Regions from separate parts of the Mus musculus genome. Here regions 1 and 2 are each linked to region 3. A link is a contact called in public Hi-C data. All regions are on one chromosome and are shown on one strand. The core of a region is the stretch at or near the end of the contact, and the rest is flanking DNA. Distances in the headings are between cores, read along the strand shown.

Evidence for each region. Hi-C and Micro-C count contacts between places; a contact is called where the count stands out from the background.
Region 1: a contact with region 3 is called in a Hi-C map of uterus, with 2.3 times the contacts expected there. The contact joins two enhancer-like sites. A contact is called at or near these places in 7 of 484 Hi-C or Micro-C datasets (CD8 T cells, the HL-1 cell line, Th1 cells and 3 more) and 2 of 115 datasets of contacts at active chromatin or transcription factors (embryonic basal ganglia and embryonic stem cells).
Region 2: a Hi-C map of uterus shows a contact between it and region 3, with 2.0 times the contacts expected there. The contact joins two enhancer-like sites.

Annotation. Positions count from the first base shown.
Region 1 is chr11:108,885,180-108,887,879 of GRCm38.p6, forward strand. The region is part of intron 2 of Gm46298 (a long non-coding RNA gene); the gene reads right to left. Among named protein-coding and RNA genes, the nearest start is that of Gm46298, 24 kb to the right of the region's middle. Within about 2 kb of position 1,397, at least 20 of the 459 cell types and tissues checked have an H3K27ac peak or open chromatin away from gene starts, as enhancers often do. A contact at or near this core is called in uterus, where this site is marked.
Region 2 is chr11:108,779,845-108,782,773 of GRCm38.p6, forward strand. All of the region lies in intron 23 of Cep112 (centrosomal protein 112), which reads left to right. Among named protein-coding and RNA genes, the nearest start is that of Cep112it, 36 kb to the right of the region's middle. Within about 2 kb of position 1,472, at least 17 of the 459 cell types and tissues checked have an H3K27ac peak or open chromatin away from gene starts, as enhancers often do. A contact at or near this core is called in uterus, where this site is marked.
Region 3 is chr11:109,177,513-109,180,415 of GRCm38.p6, forward strand. No RefSeq gene overlaps it. Among named protein-coding and RNA genes, the nearest start is that of E030025P04Rik, 35 kb to the left of the region's middle. Within about 2 kb of position 1,484, at least 16 of the 459 cell types and tissues checked have an H3K27ac peak or open chromatin away from gene starts, as enhancers often do. A contact at or near this core is called in uterus, where this site is marked.

The DNA of each region.
Region 1 (2,700 bases), core at 147-2,646, 290 kb before region 3:
CTGGGCAGAAATGGAGCTATCTCCAAAACTACAAAGAAACGAATAACGAATTAAAAATGAATAAATAATCTCTTAAAGAAAAGGAATTCCCCCTACCATAAAGCTCTGTCTTTGAAATAGAGGCATCCGCACCTACATCTTTAAGCCAGGAGACAAAGGATTGAACATTTTCCAACTGTCCTTCACTGTGTAGCATGGCCACCTGCTCAGGGTTGCCTTCATACATTGGCTCTGGGAGGAGACGTGGCCGTCCATGGTCATTAAACCAAGATGGTAGCGGGACTAACTCAGGTCACGTGGCTGATTCCAGTCACGTGGCAGACTCCAGCCCTCGCTGCCCTCCAGCTCCTGGTGTTGTTGGAGCACCGTAGCTTGCTGCCAGGTGGCAGAATTGTGGGAGGGTTTGCCTGGGGAAGGAAGGCCTGCTCGCTCTTCACCCCCACCTCAACATTAATCACGTCGCAAGCTGCCAGCCTATTATGAGCTGCATTCCTCGACGGCCCCGTGTTTTAATCAGGCCTTCGCTCTCCTGGAAGGTCGGAACACAATGTGCGGATTCACCAGACAGGATTACAGACGGGGCTTTTTCTTCCCTGCACTGGGGCCAGAGGGGTTTGTGTGCATTTCTGCTCCAGTGCAGCGTCTCCCAGGAGGTTTTCACTTTCTAAGAAGGATGCTACCCACTGAGCTATTCACAGTGGGTAAATGAGAAAATGGGTTAATAAAATACATGCCAGAGAGAAGGAAAATCAGATTAGGGAGCTGATGTTTAGGGCCAGAGTACTTTGCTGGGCCCCAGGGGGAAAAAATAGAACGAGATGATTTTTTTTTTGAGCCAAAGGACACCATGTTCAGAATTTCACCACTAATCCAATTTCTGTATTCTATCAGGTATTCTACCACCAACTCTTTAAAAGTTTAGCTCTTAGACCAGCTCCCAGTCCCACTTAATGTGTACATTTTCAACTTCAAAGACGGGGCTTGACTACACAACACCATCCTCTGTAACACGAGTGTGCTGTGTTCAGTGTTGTGTTCCTATCATATCCGTGGTTTTTAGGGTTTCTCACCCCTAAGGGCTCCACAGCTATGAGCTCATGCCATAGAGCAGTGTTTCTCAACCTGTGGGTTCCGACTGACCGTCCCCCCCCATCAAAACCACAGATATTTATGTTGCGATGTCATAATAGTAACAAAATTACAGTCACAAAGCAACAAAAGTAATTTTTATCTCGGGGGGGGGGGGGGGGTCACCACAACGTGAGGAGCTGTCTTAAAGGGTCACAGCAGTAGAAAGGTTGAGACGAGCTGCCTTAGAGAAACACAGGATATAGTGGTGTCTATAATCCCAACACTCTTTGGAAGGCTATGGCGGAAAGATTATGAGTTCTAGGGCCAACCTGTGCTTAGGTTTTGAGCTGATGATACATCATCCAAGAAGTATGTGATGTTCGAGCCAGCAGCCAGCACCACATGCCGGCTTCTTTGGTGAGCAGGCGATGATAATAATCTTTCTCCCTAACACAAGGAGAGGAACGGAAGCTATGGGGAAGTTGAGAACTGAGAGTTTCATCCACTAAGACTTTCCTCCAAACTTTCAAGCTGAAAGGGTTTTGAAGAGTTCCAAGCATGTTTTTGCAAAGACGTTAAAAAAGAAGAAAGGTTAAATATAAAACTTGAAGCTTGGCAGGCAGTATTCCCTGAACTCAATGCATTGCTTGTGGTATTTTGGAAAAAAAAAGAAAGAAAGAAAGAAAGAAAAGAATTCTGCTTTGAAAATGTCATCCACTAAAGAAGTTTGGGAAGTTTTTTTTTTTTTTTTTCTAGCTGACTCCGATTTAACTGAATGGATGGCTTGACTGTTCTTTAAAGTCATTTCCGACTGTTCCAAACGCTGCCTCTTTTTGAGAACAACAGAAGACCTACCCTACAGGACGTTCCAGTAAAACAGGGTAGGTGGGAAGACATTTCCATTTCAATGGAAAACTGAGATAATTACAAAAATGCCAAGACTCTAAGGCTCATACCCAAACTGCTTCTCCATAGCTGTGGGGACAGATGCCCTTCAGCTACTCCAGGGAACTCCCCAGTGTGACATCGGTGATTCACAGGAGCCCCTCAAAGGCAAGGGGCTTCTGGGTAGAGTGGCCATTGTCCATCCAGTCAGTGTGGCTGCTTTCGGGAAAGCATGGGGCCTGTGTTTCTTCTCCAAGCTCTCATGGCCATGCTTCCCTCTTCCCCCACAATGCCTCAGAGACCAGAGAATGTGCTCTCATGTACCTCACTCGTCTTCTTTGGTGTCGGGACAGCAATCTCTTTAAAATATCCATCTCTTTTAAAATCCAAAGTCTTTTTACAATTAAAAGTCTCTTAACTGTGGGCTCCACTAAAACAGTTTCTTCCTTCAAGAGGGAAAATATCAGGGCACAGTCACAATCAAAAGCAAAAGTCAATCTCCAACCGTCCAATGTCTGGGATCCAACTTACGATCTTCTGGGCTCCTCCAAGGGCTTGGGTCACTTCTCCAGCCATGCCCTTTGTAGCACACGTGTCATCCTCTAGGCTCCAGATGCCTGTACTCCACTGCTGCTGCTGCTCTTGGTAGTCATCTCATGGTACTGGCATCTCCAAAACACTGCATGACCCCTTCAGTCCTGGGCCATCAATTGCAACTGAGGCTGCACCTTCACCAATGGCCTT
Region 2 (2,929 bases), core at 222-2,721, 400 kb before region 3:
CCGAGCTTACACACGGACTTCAACAGGGATAGGCTGAGGTACATGTATACCTTATAAGAGGAAATTCTGGGAAGAGGGGGGTAACATCTGAAATGTAAAAAATAAATAAATAAATAAGGAAATACAAAGTGTGTATATATGTAGGTTGTGTGTGTGCTTTCCCAACAACAAATATAGAATTAATATATAGAGATGTATTAATTTGTAATATTACAAAATGTTAGTGAGGAAAACTAGAGTGTTAATAGACGGTTCTAGTGCCGTGAATAATTCTGCATAAATGTGCTTTCTAAATCAGGAGCAATGGCTCAGTTCTAGCTTTTATCCATTATACAACATGAAATGAAGCAGCTTCATGTGAAATTTCTAAGGAACTGAATCAGAGTCAATCAAATACACAAATGATGTGTAATATTTTACATGGATTTTTTTTCAAAAATCTTATTATTGGAAAATCAGAGTTCTGCCACCCAAAAGGAGGACTGTTGCCATCACGCCGCCTTGACAGAAACTAAAGCTTTGGAGCAGCACAGAACGGGATGGAGTGCTGGGCCGGGTACAGAGAGCGATGCTTTAGTGTTGGAAGCACAGAAGAAAGAGTGGTCTATAAACAAAGAAGCTGCCCCCATTTTTTTCAAGAGACTTAGAACCCTTTTCCTTTTATGTCTGTCACTTGCTCCAGGACTCTTCCTAAAGCCCTCTAACCACCTACATAAATATTCATATGGCTGTTCAGCATCTCATTAATAAAACAAGATTTGGTGGTAAAATGTTTCAGAGTACCAGATGATTTGCATCTCACCCTTGTTTAACTTTAAATCTCAAGCAATTAATAAATTAGACTCGAGAGCTTTTTAAGAAGTTACTTGTACATGCACCACAAATTGCATTATTTTTATGTGTAAATAACGATGAAAGGGGAGACTGTTCCTTTGATGTCTATAAACTACACTGTAAAATATGCAGAAACATTCTTGAGTTTAGTTGGAGCCAAAACAAATAGGCTAGTTCATCAAACAAGGCAACAGCATTCTCAGAAACCAGCGTGATTTTCCTCTCTTTGCAATTGCTTCTTCCATCTTTTATTCTCTTGCCATTCCTAGCGGCAGATTCATTCCAAGTTCAAAAGTGATGTTAGCCGGCATTTCCTCATCCAGAACACTGGTCTCTGCGGATTCTTCCTGATAAAATTGGCTTCCTATACAAGGCTCGCCCGAGCTCAGCTGGACCTTGGCTTTCCTGTAGTGAGTCATCCTTCTCCCTGGAAATCCACCATTGCTTCAACACTGATGACTCCAGACGTTAGTGGACACTACTGTCCCTGCATGAAATGCTTACCTCTTTTCCTCCAAGCTGACTTATTTCGTTTGAAAATTTGTATCATATTTGTTTTATTCTGTACACCTTACACATTGGAGGCTAGGGGTTAATTTGGGGTAGTCAGTTCTCTCCTTCCACCATGTGGGTCTAAAGAATCAAACTCCAGTCCTCAAGCTTAGCAACAAGCACCTTTACCTGCTGAGCTGTCTCCCTGGCTGTCCTTTTTTTTTAATTGTGTCAGCAAAGTTTTGTTTACAAAGTCATTGAGTTGGGCCTCATCCTCTCTTCGGTGTGGTTAATAAATGGCACTTCTACCATTTATTAGTACCAGAACTTGGGGGTTAGGGGCCAGAGGTAGGCAGATCTCTGTGAATTTGAGGTCTATAAGGCAAGTTCCAGGACAGCCATCTACATTCTCTGTGAGGTTTGACAGTGGGCATTCCTCCATGTGTTCCACCTAGCCTGGTTTCAACCCTACTGCCTGCAAGTCTGCCTAGTCATTCCTTGGCCTGGTGCTTTTTTGTAGAACTCTGATCTCTTCAAATACCATGCTTGTCATCAGATTCCCTGTCCCACTTCGGTCAAGCTTTTATCTGTATCCTCTGCCTTCCTAATGGCAGCTTTCTAGCCAAACCCGCCATCCCTCTACCCTTGGACCTCACTCCTCCCAACTCTTTCTTGTCTATGTTTAGGGAGCAGAGCATTAAGTAAAGTGAATTTCTCTGAATCTGTTTCATTCTCTTACTAAAAGGAGTCTTAGGGGGCTGACCTTCTGACCTCCCTCTTACCCCACTCTGGTCTCTCTTTTCACAAGGGCAGATCTTGAACCTTGCGCCTACCTCCAAACAGTCTGACCCTTCCAGCGTAGCTGTTGGCAGCGTCCCGCCTCTGACTGGACTGGAAGCCTGTGCTCATTCACTCATTCAGATATACATGAACATGACCAAAATACAAGAGTTGTGCAAATGGGGGCGATCTTTCTCACCATCCACTGTGTTTCCTGTGACTTGGGCAGAACCTCTCCTTGACTTAACGTGGAGCTCAGCCAGGCCATTTCGTCCATATACTAAGAAATAAGTATTTCCTTCAATAGTTGGCTGTGTGTTTCTTTATGATCCTTCCTCCTCAACATCCTCCCCTTTCTTCTCCCCCTCATCTCTTTCTCCTCCTTTTTCTTCTTCATAAACAAGTGTTGAAGACCAATTTAGGAAAGAGGTCATACTTTGAAAGGCAGCTTTCAGGATAGTTCATCGAATTTAAAGGCCATTCCCAAGGAAGGAAATGCTAATCAATAACCATCTCTTGCTGGCTCCCCAATGTGGACATTCCACAAAGATTAATGCCAAGATTGATTTGCAAAAGAGCCTGAGGAGTTTGTTTTCTAAGAGGAAACCAATTATTCTGAGAATCCAGTTCAAATGACAGTTTCTATGATGTCAAAGAATCGATGTGTAAATGAACAACTCAGTCTGGCAGGGTTCTCTGTTTTTAGAAGGACCAAGGCATCATGGGCTGAACAGCAGATCTCTAAGCAGTGCATTAACCTGGTCAGGTCGGATGTGTCTGGGAAACCCAATCTTCTCAGACCTGCTGCCCCTTCATCCTTCTT
Region 3 (2,903 bases), core at 234-2,733:
GATGATGATGGTGGTGGTGGTAGTGGTGTGTGTGTGTGTGTGTGTGTGTGTTCATGGCAGGCAGAGTGTTCTTGCCATGGTATAGATAGGACAACTCTATGAAGTTGATTCTCTCCTTCATCTTTTCGTGGATATTGGGGAATCTGACTCAAGTAACCAGCTACCTTCACACGATGAGCCATCCCACTGGCCTGAGTTATAACAATTTTCAGAAACATTTGACTTAAAGCCAAGAGACAAGCCCCACCCCAGACTTGCCATGAGCAATAACTCCGCCCAGGAGGGAGGTGGTATGTGTGTGCATATGTGTATTTATTCAGTTCCCTTCATGGTTTTGACCTGCCGTGACCCTCCCTGAAAGCGAAGGTGAATTAAAATGAAATCGTGTGGAATGATGAGATCTTAACAATCCTCTTCACTTCCTCTGCCTCGTGGTGATGTCATGCTCTACCCGGCACTCCCCAGGCTGATTCACTGATGACTTACAACTCCATGGCAGGCAGTAAGCTCTAAAGGGGTTAATGTCGCTTGCCCTACATGACCAGTGGCAGCATTAGGGTGTGGATGCTAAGGCCCCTGAGCTTCCCTAAGCCAGAAGCCCTCCGGTCCCCTGGTGGACCATGTTCCTGTCCACACATCTCAGGAAGGAAGAAATCCCAGCTTCCAGGATGTGGCCTCCCTTCTTCTAAAGTGTTCCCCACCCACACAGTGACTCTTCCTGTGATAAATGGTGGCTCCTCTTGATGCCCTGAAACAGGCCTGTTCTCAGTGACCACATCTCTACAGCCTTTCCAATTTGAAAGAATCTGGTTTCCGAGTCCCCTAGTTGCTTCTTTAGTGGGGCTTGGACAGGTGAGTGGTGAAGGCCATGCAGGTTTGTAGCCAATGTCTCCTGATAGCCTGGTCCCCTGTAGATAAATAAAAGTTCCTGAGTGTCCAGAAGGATGTAGGCCATAGCACAGTGCACACTGCTTAGCCGGTGTTGATTAACGCGTGTCCAACAAGGTGCCATACCAAATAGTTCTAATGTCTATCTTGTGGCAGGTCTCTCTCTCCTGGACTCTCATTTAAATGGTCCAACAACCCTGTAATGGCATTAGATCTTCAGTTCACAGGGTAGGAAGCAGAGACTGGGGCATTTGCCCAAAGCCCTACAGCTAGAATAAGAGTAGAGAATCAAACCCAGACTCTGCCTCCCTCCTGGGGATGTGAATTTCCTCCTAACCTGCCACCTTTGACCATGCTCCCTACAGAACTGGCCCTCTCTTGGGGCTTCTTTGGCCTGCTGGCTCCTTCCCTCTGTGCACACCTGTCCGTCGCTCTGTCCCTACACTTTGTCTTGTGTTTCTAATCTTCACTATTCCCCCTGAACCCTAACGTGTCTCTCCTCCCTTCTCCCAAGAAGGCAGCCCCAGGAACCCTCAGAACACTCCCAGGCAGCCTGTTACAGGAAGAGTTAGCTTTCCAGACCTGCTTTCTGGTTCATGTCACCTAACTGTGTAGCAGAGCCACCTACTGGCTATCCTAAGCAGAGGGCCCAGAAGCCCTGGGAACCCGCCCAGGTTCTTCAACCTGGTGCACACAGCAGTTTTTATAAAACTCCCTCTTCATTCTTCTCTATTCTCAGCCTGAACTAAGAAGACCAGAGAGGACCTTTATCCTTTGTCTTTGTCATCCTGCCCTAAAGACAAAAATCAAAGGGAAGGGACAGCTTTGATGAGAAAGCATCAGCCACTATGTGAGGTTGATCATAGCGTGGCCAAAACGTCCAGAAGGCTCTGGGCAGAAGCATTCACAGGCAGATGGACAATGGGTGACTTTCTGGAACGCAGACGGAGGAACAAGATGGCTCAGGGCAGGCTGACCTGCTGTAGGCTGTGCTCTGAATGGGTAAAACAATCCCTGGGGCATTCTCTCTGTCTCTCTGTCTCTCTGTCTCTCTGTCTCTCTGTCTCTCTGTCTCTCTCTCTCTCTCTCTCTCTCTCTCTCTCTCTCTCTCTCTTCTGGTGAGCTGATGTCATTCAAATAAAATACAGTTCCAACGTTGAGCTATGGGGAGGAGAGAGACAGAGAGATAGCCACATGCTAGAAACTCACCTCACCAACCTACAAGACAGTCAAGGAGATAGTGTCCCAGAAAGAGGGTTTCTTGGGCTTCCTTGGGGCATCATGAGATAGCCATGGATGCTTCTTTGATGGAGGTTTAATGGGATGGGATCAGAGCACTGAGCCTGGGGTACCCCAGAAGGAAGAGCAGGGCTGAACAACTGATGGAGCAGCTCTAGGGCAGTTACGCAGGAGGACTGTGTAACCAGCTGTCGCAGGAACTCAGGCGAACCAACCTCAGTTCCCACTATCCACGTAAGGTTGGTTCCCAGCAACCACGTTGGGCAGCTGTGCACATATGCCTGCATACACCCCAACACACTAAAGAATAGAAAGGAATAGATGAAACGGATGTCATAGAATACTTGAATTACCCAAGAAGATGCAAAGTACTGTTCTTTTAACATGGAATCAATGCTTTAAAATTGTCAATGAGGTGTGTTACATTTACCATCAGACTGGCTGACCAAACTCTGGGGTCTATTTGGTTGTCAGAGCACACATCTCAGGTTGGACCATATCTGACCTGCATGTGGCTGCTGGCCACATGGTAGAGGATGCTGACCTCCACACACATTGCCTTTCCTACCTGAACAACTTCAGTCCCTGGGGACAATCGGGACAGTTTGGATGCTCACACTTTAAAATGAAAGGTGCCACTGGCCTCCTGTGGGTAGAGAAGAAAGACACGTAAGACAGACACCCCCACAAGGAGGATTGATAAGTTTTCCACATCACCAGGGAACTCAACACTTCCCGTAATGCTAGAGGATGGTCAGAGCCGAGTGGACCGGGCG